Linked DNA regions of Mus musculus: region 2 is linked to region 1. Evidence: chromatin contacts called from public ChIA-PET data. All regions are on one chromosome and are shown on one strand. The core of a region is the stretch at or near the end of the contact, and the rest is flanking DNA. Distances in the headings are between cores, read along the strand shown. Region 1 overlaps Rmi2 (RecQ mediated genome instability 2). Region 2 overlaps Snx29 (sorting nexin 29).

Region 1 (6,932 bases), core at 2,870-5,369:
ATGGCATAGTGGCCTGCCTCCCATCACCAGCTATTGCCAACTTGTAGGGACAGGTACCAGCCCCTTGCTGACAGCTTGCTCTCATATGCATTGTGCTCATACTGAAGCTGAGGCCAGCTGTTGAGAATGGTGGGAATTCTCACAATTCTCTGTTGAACTTAAAAATCCAAGATGGAGACAGACTTTTCAAGCACTTCTGCTTCAAAACTGTTGTGGAGAGACATCCAAGGTGGAACAGCCTGTAGGCTTAGAGTCCTGGCCTCCTTTCTGTATGAAACGCCTTTCTGTTGGGGTTGTATCAGTGTTGGGTTTGGCTTTCTGCTGACAACCCAGGCTAGATTCCTATTTGGATGGCAAAGACCCAGCAGGCCATCTTATGTTACAGTCTTGCTGTAGGACTCTTCCTAGTAACACTTTTTTTGTTTTGTTTTTTGTTGTTTTTCGAGACAGGGTTTCTCTGTATAGCCCTGGCTGTCCTGGAATTCACTTTTTAGACCAGGCTGGCCTCGAACTCAGAAATCCGCCTGCCTCTGCCTCCCCAGTGCTGGGATTAAAGGCGTGCGCCACCACACCCGGCCCTAGTAACATTTTTTGTGTGGTGTAGTTTTTAAAAGTAAGCCCTACTATCTGTTTGTCTTAAAGACAGGGTCTTATATAGCTCAGGTAGTCTCCAGCTCATGACTCTCTTCCCTCCCCTCCAGCCCGTTGAGATTACGGGTGTGCACTACTGTGTCTGCAGTGCTGGGGATGGAACCCAGGGCTTCCTGCAAGCTAAGCAAACACTGTATTACTGAGCCACATTTCCAGCCTAAAATGTTGATTTATTAAAACAGTTTTAGGTTTTTGGAAAGAATGAACAGAAAGTGTTTCCATAAGCACACTGAAGCTGAGGCTGTGTATGTGTTAAGCAAACACATGAGCTAGAGCCCCAGCTCTTGTGTCTTCAAGGCTAGCCAGATGTGGCAGGCCTCCTGCTGCAGCCTCCAGAGTGTGGCCCACACCCCACACTCGGCCCCCACACCCAGCCTCACCTGGATTGCCATGAGCATCAGGTGGTACTTGTCACCAGAAAAGCTAAGGAGTCACCTGGCAGGAGATGGACATCGAGGGACAAGAGAGGATGAGGACTCAGGTGATCTAGACCTGCCTCCTTCCTGCCCTCCACCCCCTAGAAAAAGCATCGAGGCCTTGAGCCCAGTTTGTAGCTCAGGCCAACCTCAGATTTCCCATCTTCCTGCCTCTGGTTAACTGGGATTGCAGGCCTGCTCCTCCAGCCTGCTTACATGGACGCCTTAAAAAAAAGATTTTATCTTTAGTTATGTGTTCGTGGGGTGCTTTGGAGCCCAAGAGAGAGTGTTGATAAATAAACTTTACCAGCCCCATGCCAGGTAGCTCACAGCTTCAGTAACTCCCTGTAGTTCCTAGGCATCTGACGCCGCCTTCTGGCCCCTGGAAAACCCTCACAACCTAGCATATAGACTTCAAATAAATACTTAAAAAAAAATAAGTCCTAAAAAATAAAGAGAGCCAGGTGGTGGTAGCGCACGCCTTTAATCCCAGGGAGGCAGAAGCAGGCGGATTTCTGAGTTCGAGGCCAGCCTGGTCTACAAAGTGAGTTCCAGGACAGCCAGGGCTACACAGAGAAACCCTGTCTCGAAAAACAAATAAATAAATAAATAAATAAATAGGGTTTAAGAATAGTAGTAATGAGGGCTGGTGAGATGGCTCAGTGGGTAAGAGTACCCGACTGCTCTTCCAAAGGTCCGGAGTTCAAATCCCAGCAACCACATGGTGGCTCACAAACCATCTGTAACAAGATCTGACGCCCTCTTCTGGTGTGTCTGAAGACAGCTACAGTGTACTTACATATAATAAATAAATCTTAAAAAAAAAAAAAAAAAAACAGTAGTAATGAATGGCACTGGGGTTGGACCACGGGGTCCCCAGGGTCTCACACACGCCAGAGTAGCACTCGACCAGCTAGCCTCCTCTGACCTTTAAACTGATGGATGTCTGTTGTGCTGGGAGGATGGTGCCCTACAATCCCACGTAAAGACTACCAGCTGATTCATCTTTCTGCATGACTGCCTTCCTGCCAGCCAGCCAGCCAGCCAGCCAGCCAGCCAGCAGTAGTCAGTCTCTCTGGCCTTCCCTTCTTCCTTCCCTCCCCTCCTCACCCTGCCTTCCCCACCCTACCTTTTTAGGCAGTGTCTCTAGTTCAGACTGGCCTTGAACTTGGGCTTTCCTGGAACTCATTATGTAGAGCAGATGAGTTTCTGCCTCCTGAGTGCTGTGTTAAAGGTGCTAACATTTTCTTTTAAAGGAAGGCCAAGTTGAAAAGTGATCTGTGTTTGACTGCTGAACCATTCATTTTTTAGGTCTATTTTTATTTGTGTGTGTGTGAGTCTAAAAGAGGACCTTGGAATCTTGAGCTGGGGTTACAGCAGGTCTGAGCATCCCTGTGTGGGTTCTGGGAACCAAACTCAGGTCCTCTGGAAGAGCAGCAAGTGCTCTTAATTGCTGAGCCATCTCTCCAGCTCCAATGTACGTTGTTTGAGCCTCAGAAAATTTGCCAAAATAGTGCAGCTGTTTATATTTTTATTTGCCTATTTATTTGCATGGTCTCTGTAGCCAAGTTTGTCCTGGAACTCCTGATCCTCCTGCCTCAGCTTCCTGAGTATTGAGATCACAGGTGTGCGCCATTAAGCTTGGTTTATGCAGTATTGGGGCTCAAACCCAGGATGTCTTAAATTATAGACATACCAGGTTCCTATCATGAATATCTTACATTAGTATGGCATGGATGTTAAAATTAATTAACAAATTAACTAATGAACAAATACTGAAAAGTTAGTAACCAAATTTATAGTTTGTTCTGGTTTCTTTATTCATTTTTCCCCAGGATTCCACATTCTACTTGGCCGTCGTGTCTCCTTAAGGTCTCCCTTGTCTGGGACAGTTGATCAGTTGCTTTTGATTGCACTGGAATTTAATAAACAGACACACAGGTACACACAGTATACACACACATGCATATGCACACACACACACAATTTTTCAGTCCTGGAGATAGAGCCCAGGGCCTCTTGCATGCTGGGCAGACTCTACAGCTGAGCTAGCTATACCTTAGGTCTCAAATTAATTAATTTTGAGGCATCATCTCATGTTCCAGGCTAGCCTCAATCTCACTGTGCAGTTATGCATGATCATGAAGCCCAGCTCCTCCTGCCTGCACTTCCCTGGTGCTGCGATTGCAGGTGTGCACCCCCACACCTAGTTCTTGTGGGTCTGGGGATCAAACTCAAAGCCTGGCTCCTGCATGTTAGGCAGTCTGTTACTTGAGCCCCAGTCTGAAACTTAATTTTGATGCAGGCCCCAGGATCTCTGCTACAGGATTCTTAGTAAAATGGTGTCCCCAAACTGTTTTACCCCAGAGTAGCTGTTGAGCTGTGTGTGGCACAAGCCTACTTTTCCACTGGAGAACCGAAGCTGCTGACAGCTTCCCAGCCATGTCCTCACGTAACTCCTGGTGAAACACCCATAGAAAAGTGCAGGCTGGCTGGAGGTCAAGGCGGTGGGGGGAGGGGCGGCGCAAACGGCAGTGGGCAGTGGGCAGTGGCTGTCGCCTGCCTCTCCAGCACAGAACTGAGCCTGTGGTTTCGCTGCACATTCAGAACTCTCACTATTGGGGGCTGCTGTTTCCTCCCTGACAGCGCCAAATGAAAATGCATCCGGAGGCTTCAGTTCTCAGCTGCCAAATCAAAGTCAGTTTATCAGTGAGCACCCGCCAGACCGCGGCTCTGGCGGCAGCCTGTGTGCCCTCCCCACTCAGCTTCCTCTTTGAAATGCTCTTTTCTAAGAACTGAGAATAAGCAACCTAGGCCGTGACTTCACTTTTCTCGGAACTGCTTTACATTATATATATTTTAAAAATTCGAAACCATCACTTAGCTGGTTTTGGATCGCCTGAGTTCCCTAATTCTTTCTGTTGCATGTTCTTGTAAAGCTGAAGTTTTACCGCAAAATTCTGCAGGAGGGGAAAGAAGGGCTGTGTGAAATAGGGGAGTGTCTGACTGCCGTGTTTTTGTTGGCTTGTGTGTGATTTAATGATTAAAGAGAAAAAGAAACCAGAGGATATGCTGTGCGGAGTCGGGGATCAGCTCTGAGTTCTGTCTGTCTGGCCAGCCAGGGTTGATGCTGGGTACCTTCTCCAGTTTGCTGATCAGCTAGCTGACTCTTGAAAGGATAAGCGGGAGCCTGGGTATGGGGGTGCACACCTGTAATCCTGACATTCTGGAGGTGAAGGCCACTCAGGGCCATAATGTGGGTTCCAGGTCCTTTGTTGACAAGCCCCTATGTAAAGAGGAAGAGGGTGGTCAAGGGCCGTGTATGGTGTGGAGTGCTTGTTTGGCATCAACAAAACCCTGAGTTTGATCCTCGAATCTCAGCACTAAGGAATTGGAGAATCAGAAGTTCAAAGTCGCCACGGGCTACATAGCAAGCCTGGGCCAACCTGGGCTACAGGAGACACTGTCTTGTTTTTGTTTTTGTTTTTGTTTTGTTCTTTTGTTTTTCAAGACAGGGTTTCTCTGTATAGCCCTGGTGGCTGTCCTGGAACTCACTTTATAGACCAGGCTGGCCTTGAACTCAGAAATCAGCCTGCCTCTGCCTCCCGAGTGCTGGGATTAAAGGCATGCACCACAGGAGACACTGTCTTAAGACAAAACAAAACAAAACAAAACAAACAAAAACAGGTTTGAGGACAGCCAAGGCTACACATAGAAACCCTGTCTCGAAAAACTGAAAAGTAAAAAACAGGATGGGGGAGAAGGAGTGGATATGCCTTTAGTCACAGTTAGCCACAATGACCTACATCAAGCAAATAGCTTTGAGCCTGTGTCTGAAGACACCGTTCAGGGGCTCCCACCTTGTCACACTGTGGGCTAGTTCTGGTTCCACCATCCCCTGCCTGACCTGGGGTTTGAAGGTCAGCCTTCAAGGTGGAGACTTCGAGGTGGTTCTTCCTTCAAAGGATGCTGCTGGTAGGCTCTTGGGAAATGGAGTTTGCCACCCCTCCTTCTGAGTGGGGAGGTCTCAAGGTTGTTTTAGAATCCTTGCTTGGCATCTCTGTCCTCCGGGGACTCACATCACACACACACACACACACACACACACACACACACACACACACACACACACACACACACACAGAGTAAGCTGTAGGAGTTTCAGGTTGAAGACAGAAGCCACAGAGTAAAGGCACAGTGCTCAGGAGCCTTGGCATTTGAGGGCTTTAAAGCTTCTATTTAGTTAGCTAGTTGTGTGTGTGTGTGTGTGTGTGTGTGTGTGTGTGTGTGTGTAGGTGGACATTTGCTGTGGCATGGGTGTATAAATCAGAGGATAAATTGTGGGTGTTGATTTTTGATTTCTACCGGGTGGGATGCAAGGTTCAAACTCAGGTCTTTGGGCTCGGTGCTAAGTGCCTTTATCCTCAGAGCCATCTTGTTGGCCTGGGTTTGAGTTTTTATTGTTATTGTGATTTTAGTTTGTTTGTATTTTGTTACTTTTTAAGATTTATGTGTGTGTGTGTGCCCCGTGCATAAGCATGAGGTACTGTGTGAAGGTAGAGGACTGCTTTCGGTAAACCATTCTCCCCACTGTGGGTCCAGAGAACTGAGTGTACTGCATTTGACCCCTACAGCAAGTGTTTTTACCCACTGAGCCCATTTGTGAGGCAGTTTCTCATAGCTCATGTCGTCCTGATGACCTTGGCAATCCTCCTGAACCCTGGATCACAGCTGTGCTCTTCTGCCTGGTTCTTACGTGCTGGAGATTAACCCAGAGCTTTATGCATGGTGGGCAGACACCCCGCCAACTGAGCTGTGTCTCCAGAGCAGGTTTTTTGTTTTTCCCTTGTTTCTCCTTTTCAGACAGGGTCTCACTACGTAGTCCAAGCTGGCCTTGATTCTCTTCCCTCAGCTCCTGAGGTATGTACTACTGTGCCAGCATTTTGGGTCCCTTGCAGGTGCTGGCATGAAGGCAGGAAAGTACTCTTCAGAGAGGAAAGATCTGGACGTATAAAAGGGCCATGGCAAAGAGTAAGTGCTAGTGTGCCTGGACAGTGACTTCCTCGATAAAGACACCAGCACAATTGCATACTTGGTTTGCGCTGAGCATCCTTTGCCTAAGAGGTGTGTCTGCTCGCCTTGCATTGCCCCAGCAGGCCACAGGGGCAAGTCGTGAGCTAGTAGGTGCCTGGTGGTGTTAGGGACAGTGTTCTTCAGAGCCAGCACCTTAATTCTTCCCTGTTGGCTCCTTGGGACTGCTCTAGAGTGGAGTATAGCACCCCCTGCTGCTTGGCCTGGGTCTGGTCTGAGCCCTAGGGAATGGGATGAGAGCCAGAGATCACAGAATGAAAAGCCACAAAATGAAGCAAAGGAACAAATAGGGCCACAAGAAATTTCACAGCCAACCACCCTGGGAGTTCTGCCCATTGTGGCCAGACAGGTGGGGGCAGAGTGGGGGAAGTTTGGACACCAGATGGGTTTCAATGGACTTGACATTCAACTCTAGTCCCTTTTATTAAGTGACTCACCTTGGGTGAGTCTCTTCATCTTTCTGAGCTCTTTAGGCTTTTTAGGCTGTTTAGGTCACTATGTAGAAGCTTAACTGAAACTCCTGAAGTAGCCCAGGTTATCCTCCAACTTGCAAAGATTGTCCTGCCTCTGCCTCTCAACTGCACCACCATGCCCAACTCTTATTGTTTTTATGAGCTATTATAATTACTATGATTGTTGTTGTTGTTGAGACTTCTCACAATTGTAGCCCTGGCTGGCCTGGAACTCACAGAAATCTGCCTGTCTCTGCTTCTAGCATGCTGGCATTAAAGGCATGCACCACTATGTCTAGTTATAAGCATTTAGAAGTATTTA
Region 2 (6,814 bases), core at 2,202-4,701, 600 kb after region 1:
TACTTTTGTTGAATGGAGCATTTCAGTAGACTTGCTATGGCTTGCATATAAGCAAGGGGGCTAGACAAGCAGAAACACTAGTGTTACCTTCGGAAAAGAAGGATGTGGAGGAGGGGCCTCCAGTGACAGCCCTCACTGATACACACACACACACACACACACACACACACACACACACACACACTTCAGTGGCTTTTCATATATTCCCAGTTATATGCAGCCATTACCATGGTCAGTCTTAGAGTAGCTTTATCATCTCAAGAACATATGCCACACCACTTCTGTCCATCTCCCTGCCTATAAAACATCCTTGAAGTGACCTTTAACTAAGGATTTATATTCTGTGTTCCAGTTCCACTCAAATTAGGGCTACTAGGGGCGACATGACATTTGGATTTTTTAAATTTGGCCAAAACCCACTCCAAGAGGCAGAGTGTTTTCTTAATTTTCTCTTCGTTCCCTATTGAAATCCATACTAGAAACTACCAGGTGCCACCACGTGAATGTCTGAAGTTGATCATTCTCCCCTCCAGAGTCTGTGCTGAGGCTGGGGTGGCTAGTGGCAGGCTTGCCCGAGATTATTCACAAAAATCTGTGGGCGCCAGTAGGCTGCCTGACTCAGGGAGGTGTGCAGAGGGGTCACCTGTGTGTTCAAGCTACCTCCTGTCCTTTCCTGGTGACAGCAGCATCTCCGGCTCTCACTGAGACCTTATTTCAGGTCTAGTTGACAAGCTGCTTGCTGTTCTTCATGGAGACAGATGAAGGCAAAGAAGCATAATTTCTAAAGCAGAAGAGGCTCTTATTAAGAGAGGTGTAGACAGTGCCATTTCCACCTCACACAAACTCCCACCCAAGACTTCTCTCCACTGCCAGGCTCATTTTCTGCGAGGCTCGTTCTTCCAGCTGGAGCAATTCTCTCGGAAGAAGCCGTGGAGTCACCTTCCCTTGGGAAGAATGACAGCTACTGTATGCTGATTTCTTCTTCCCAGATAGAATCCCCCATGGTATTTCTGTCAGGGGGTGGCATGCTTCAGGAGGAGACTCCTCTCCAAGCTCTTGGAGAGCTCGGTGGCAGCGGGGCACTGTGGGGCTTGGTGTATCTGATACATCCTGATATTCACAGCAGACACCCTCTGCATGTGGCCTGTAAACACATCACAGTTGGGTTTCTAGAAATAGCCATTTAGGTGCAGTGAAGCAGAGCCATACCTGATTTACCTTAGGGTGGTAACTTGTGATCCTTCCTATTACTGCTACCCCTGGTCACTTTCTGGGGTAGAAATGTATATGCAAATAGGCATGCTATAAAAGCTAAAAAGTATTCGGATCTAAGGTAATGCTGTGCTAAAATGTACCCCATAGGATGCCATGCATGCCAGCTTACCCTGTGCTGTGTTAGTATGTACTCCATAACCACTCCATGCACACTGGTTTTCATGGTGGTGGCAGTGGACCGTGGGTCCTGGTGCACTCTATGGGCAGCAGTGGAAGCAGGAAGAGACCGCTGTCATCGAGTCCAAGCAGGTGTTCTGTGCTTCTCTTCTGCAGAGTATTCAGTTGGCCTGTTAGGAAACCCTCCATCTGTAAGATCTCTTACCCACTGAGGTGTGTCAGAGTTGCTACACCTTTGACTGGAGTGTCCTTAAGAGCACCTCCTTGGCATTTGCTACCTCCTTGTTTCCCTTGATCTCAACTATCCCAGGAACAGGGACTCAGCGTCTTACCACAGGTACCTGCCCAGGGCTCAGGCTCTTGGCTTTTGTTTGCTGTCTGCTAATATCAGCTTAGCTAAGGTATAAGTGCATTGAGTTGGTGCAGAGCCTGTGGGCAGTGATGAGCCTTGATCTGGGTGGGATGGATGCACAGCCTCTGAACGGTGGGGCCCTCTTTTGCAGGTCACTGCGGAATCTCCTTGACGGTGAGATGGAGCACTCAGCAGCGCTCCGGCAAGAGGTGGATGCCCTGAGGCGGAAGGTGACAGAACAGCAGGAGCGCCATGCCACAAAGGTCCAGGCACTGGCCAGGTAGACGGGGCCAGGCGGGGAGGCAAGAATGTGAGCCAATCCCACACACACCTTCTTTCCCATTTGTCTCTGAAGAAAGGCCTTGCTGTGCATGGTGCCCAGGCAGGCCTCACACTTGGCATCCTCCTGCCTTGGTCTCCAAGTGCAGGGATTGCAAGCATGTGCCAGCACAGCTCATTCATACTTCTAGAAAACCAGAAAGGGAGTACCAAAGGAAGCTACAGTTGTGCATTTTCACCTGACGCACTTGTTTGAATGAGGGACACACATGCATGTGTGAGTCAGGAGGTTAACTGCTGGGTGTTTTCCCTTTCCTGCCCCTCAGTTTGCTCCCTGCTGTCTTAACCATAGCCAATCCCGGGATTCCGTGTGCACGAGGCAGATTTATGTACATATGAGTATTCTTCCCCTCTTCTTCACACTACATTCCAGGCAGGTTCTGGAGGGGTGTGCCCAGGGTTGCCATCTTCTTTCTAGTAGCTCCTGGTGTGTTCTGGCCTGACTGTATTAGGATTGGGTTAACCAGTCTGCTCGTAGTGGACAGTAAGGACATTTTGTCTTCTGTGATACTTCCCGGTGCATAACCTGAGTGTCTGCCACTGTGTTCCCACTTGAGTGTGTTTGCTGGAAGCGGTTCTGGACTTGCTGGTCAGAGTGCAGGCATGTGCAGGCTGTGTCCTTCACAGGTACTGAGCTGAATGGGCCCCACAGCATTGCGGTAAATGGTGCTGCTCCCAGCTCTTCTTGTGGGAGCAAGGTTTCGGGTCTTATAATATTACAGGAGAAAAATTAGGCTGGTGGGTCATTTTTCAAGAGCATTTCTATAATTATAAATGTTACTAAGCTTATTTTAAGAGGCACTAATTATTTTTTCTGTGATGTCATTTATATCTTATTAGATAAAACATGATGAATTAAAATTCCCACCTCCTATGAGAGCACCATTCTTTTTCCTGAGTGCATTCTCCTGTGGGCATGCATATCCCCTGCATGTGCGGCTGACTCCCCATCGTTCCTCATCTTGTCTCCCCTGCCACCTCTTACTGTAAGGCAGTTTGAGGTTAGCCGTTTGTGTAGACCTGTGTGTGGTATTTCATTGAACTAATGTAGCATATTAAATTGACCACACTAATTGGTCAGTTTAGCACTTGGACTGTTCCCAGTTTTCCCCATTTTCGGTGACGTGAGCAGCGTCTACTGTGACAAAACATCTATCTGACAGATGCCACTTAGGGAAGAACTAACATCACCACAGCAGACAGGAAGTGGTAATGTGGCTGCTGACATCACCACAGCAGACAGGAAGTGGTAATGTGGCTGCTGACATCACCACAGCAGACAGGAAGTGGTAATGTGGCTGCTGACATCACCGCAGCAGACAGAAAGCAGAGGGCTCACATTGGTACCAGAAATGTACCAAGACCCACTTCTTTTTCCTAGACTGTACTCTAAAGGTTCTATAACCTCCCCACACCTCCCACACCTGGGGACCCAGTACTAAACACGTGATCCTGTGGGGGACATTTCATGCTAAAACACTAACATTGGTGGTTCTTTGGGGTATGTCCAGAGGCTGTGTTCGGTGATGTGGCGTGAGTACTTTTCATGTTCCTGTAATTCAGCACAGTCCTGTGACCTCCTTTCTACATTCCATTCTTTGAGCTTCTTCTCTTTGCATCCTAACAACCTGTGGGCCATGACCCCTTTGGTGGGGCATTCTAACTACCCTTTTCACAGAGGTCAACTAAGACCATCAGAAAATACAGCCTTTTACATTATGATTCATAGTAGTGGTAAAATTACAGTTATGAAGTAGCAACAAAAATAATTTAATGTTGTGTGTGTATGGGGGTCACCACCTCCTGAGAAACTGTATCAAAGGGTCACAGCATTAGGAAGGCTGAGAAGCCCTGCTCTAGGACATCAGAGCCAGGTCAGAGGTAGTCAGAAGTAGAGTAATTAGTTCCTATTGTGCATTTCTTCACTGGTCTTCCATCTCACGTGACCTCACTGGAGCTCTGTGGTGTATCCTGGCTCGATGACTCAAGTCTTCAGAGACACTGGCTTTGAACATCGTAACAGGATAGGGCTATGGTCCCTTCATTGTGTTGGCTTGTGTTAGGAGTCAGCTTAGCCCTGGCTCCATTCCTGGAAATTGTGTTTCTGGGTGACTTGCTCAGCTTCTTCCTCACCTGTGTGGGAGAGGATGGTCCTATCCACTGACGTGGACAGAGGAGGAAGGCTGCTGGAGTCTTGAGACGATTGACAAGCTGCTGTGCGTGTTTTATATTGAGTGCTCTTTTTAGCTGTGGTAATCCCAGAGAACAATTTATGCTACACATGGGATAGAGACCGAGGTTTATAATGTGAAGTCTTCCCAGTTATGCAAGAACTGTTTCAGGCACTTGGAAGTTGGCAGTTTGCAGGTGGAAGGACATCTGTAGAACAGACAAATTCTTCAAAAAGAGAAAGTGGGAGAAACCCCCCTGAGCAGCTGGCCACACTGGCGGGCGAGTGGGTCTGCTCAGTCACTTGTTGCTTGGTAGCTAGAAGGGCTGTGTGCTACAGTCACCATGGGGGAGTGACTATCATAGGCTGAGGCTCATGTATGTGCTGGCCCCCTCTTCTAACCCCTGACCCCACTCTCCAGCTCAGGTGGCAAGATCTATAACACAGGTGGCTTAGTGGTTTAGGGTACAGTTTCTGGCATTGGACTTAGGGGCCAGCGTGTTAGTTAGGTGACCTTAGGTGAGCTCCTAACCTCTTTAAATGTCTTTATTTGTAAAATGGGAGAAAGAAAACTTGAATGAATTATCACATGGATAAAAAGAGACCATGAGAGACCATTTTTGCTTCAGAAAATATGCTTTGTATGAAGATAATACATGCTAACTACCATCACTTTTTATTAATTAGTTAACTGAAACCTTGTCTAATCAAAGGTGCATTCTAATAGCAACAGATGAAGGATGAAAAGCTAGGCTAGTCAGGCTCAGAAGAGCACAGTCTGTTCTAAGCACCCGATGAGAGTTCATGCGTGTGCGCACGTGTTTCACCAGCCTTGCGTGCTTGGTGGTGAAACAAACACACGCTGCAGATTTAGCATTTGCTTATTCCTTTTGCTCAAAGTTAATGACTTTCAGCTTCTGCTATGGCTCAACAAAGACCAAGGGCGTGTAACTTGTGCAGAGCTTTCCTGGGCCCGGCTGCCACTCACTCCTGATGGGCAGCACTATAATCAGGTGCAGTGAGGCTGTGTAAGTCACATCTCTAAATAATTCATTGACTTACTTCCAGCTGGGAGACAGATGTTAGAGAAGAGAAGACTACATTTACATGAGAAGTCCCTTTGAAGGAAGTCTCTGGTCTTGCGGAACAGGACAGAAATAACTGCCTCATAGTTCTAGAAGCTGGGAAGGCTAGGGTTGAGGGGCTGTACCTTCAGGGGCCTCCTGGCATGTCAGAATGCAATGGAAGCCATCACATCATGGAGAGTGGGAGGAAAGAGGCCGAGGAGCTGCTCTTGTAACAGACATGTTTAGTACTAAGCCGTGGTGGATGAGGGCGGAGCCCTTGTAACCTGATCAGTTCTTTAAAAAATTACTTAAATTTTTACGTGTCTCAATATTTTGCTTTTGTGTGTGTCTGTGCACCAAGTGTATTTCTAGTGCCAGTGGAGGTCAGAAGGCATTGGAGCCCTCGAACTTGAGTTCCTTTCCTCCCCATGGGTACTGGGACCTAAATTTGGGTCTTTTGGAAAAGCCGTAAGTAGCTGCTGTGCCATCTCGCCAGCCCCTGCCCAGTTCCTAAGGGCCACCTCTCAGCATTGCTACTGCATCAGGGATTGAGTCTCCCAATTAGAGAACAGGGTCAAAGTCATTGGGTCACTCTAAGGACAATTTTCTATCTCTGCTCATCATGCTAGCTGTCTCTTGTGTGATAAATCATCTCTTAATTTGGTCTCCAGAAACAGCAAGTGTTTAGAATTTTCCACGATTTCTGGGAGTGAGGTGTCTGCGAATGGATGGGGAGGGGTCTTTCAGGAGGTAGAAGTTGAGTTGCTGGCTAGAGTTGGTGTACTCAGGCTTGTCTCAGACTAGGGGCTGGTGTCTTCTGTCTGTCTGTCTGTCTGTCAATAAGAGGCCTAGGGTCCTTAATCTGAAGGTTTCTGTAGGCTGTTCAATGTGGCTCCCATAGAGAAAGAACATGCTCCAGGTGGAGGTCTCGAGGTTTCTGTCACCTTGGAGAGCACGCTGAGTTCTATAGATACACAGAACAGCCCGGCAGTGTGGGAAGCCATGACACTAGGGATGACTATCAGGATCAGAGTCAGTGGGGACCATTTCAAAAGCTGCCCACCACCATCTCCAGGTTTCAGCTTCCTCCTGATACTTCAGGGATCTCAAGAGAAGCAGGGCCAATAGGATGTCTGTACCTTTCCAGAAAACCACATGGTTTTCTGAGGTCCTGAGGTATTGATTTCATATGACTTGCGTGCCAGGGAGTTTACCTAACCTTGTCTGCAAGTGGCAGCCTGGGAAATCCAGTGATGTGGTCTGAAGGCCTGGGTCCAGGCTGACAGCTAGGAGCCCCAGGGCAGGAGAGGACCACCCCTGGCTCCAGAAGTCAGGCAGAGAGAGCATTGACCTTCCCTGGTTCCTTTGTTTTGTTTGGAGTCCTCAGTGCAAGGATGGCACCTGGTTGTCCTGATAAGGTCCCAGCCTGGTCCACTAATTCAGATGCTGGCTCTCCAGGAAACACCTCAAACACCCAGAATTGAGATTCAATCA

What was found. ChIA-PET counts read pairs in DNA pulled down with a chosen protein or histone mark.
Region 2: a contact with region 1 is called in an RNA polymerase II ChIA-PET map of memory CD8 T cells, with 11 read pairs. The contact joins two enhancer-like sites. A contact is called at or near these places in 2 of 115 datasets of contacts at active chromatin or transcription factors (memory CD8 T cells and pancreatic cancer cells).

What each region holds. Positions count from the first base shown.
Region 1 is chr16:10,840,377-10,847,308 of GRCm38.p6, forward strand. Rmi2 (RecQ mediated genome instability 2) reads left to right here. Exons shown (of 2, transcript NM_001162932.1): 2 at 1-2,859. Among named protein-coding and RNA genes, the nearest start is that of Rmi2, 8.8 kb to the left of the region's middle. Within about 2 kb of position 4,120, at least 160 of the 459 cell types and tissues checked have an H3K27ac peak or open chromatin away from gene starts, as enhancers often do. A contact at or near this core is called in memory CD8 T cells, where this site is marked.
Region 2 is chr16:11,445,485-11,452,298 of GRCm38.p6, forward strand. Snx29 (sorting nexin 29) reads left to right here. Exons shown (of 21, transcript NM_028964.4): 13 at 1,896-2,024. Among named protein-coding and RNA genes, the nearest start is that of Snx29, 130 kb to the left of the region's middle. Within about 2 kb of position 3,452, at least 59 of the 459 cell types and tissues checked have an H3K27ac peak or open chromatin away from gene starts, as enhancers often do. A contact at or near this core is called in memory CD8 T cells, where this site is marked.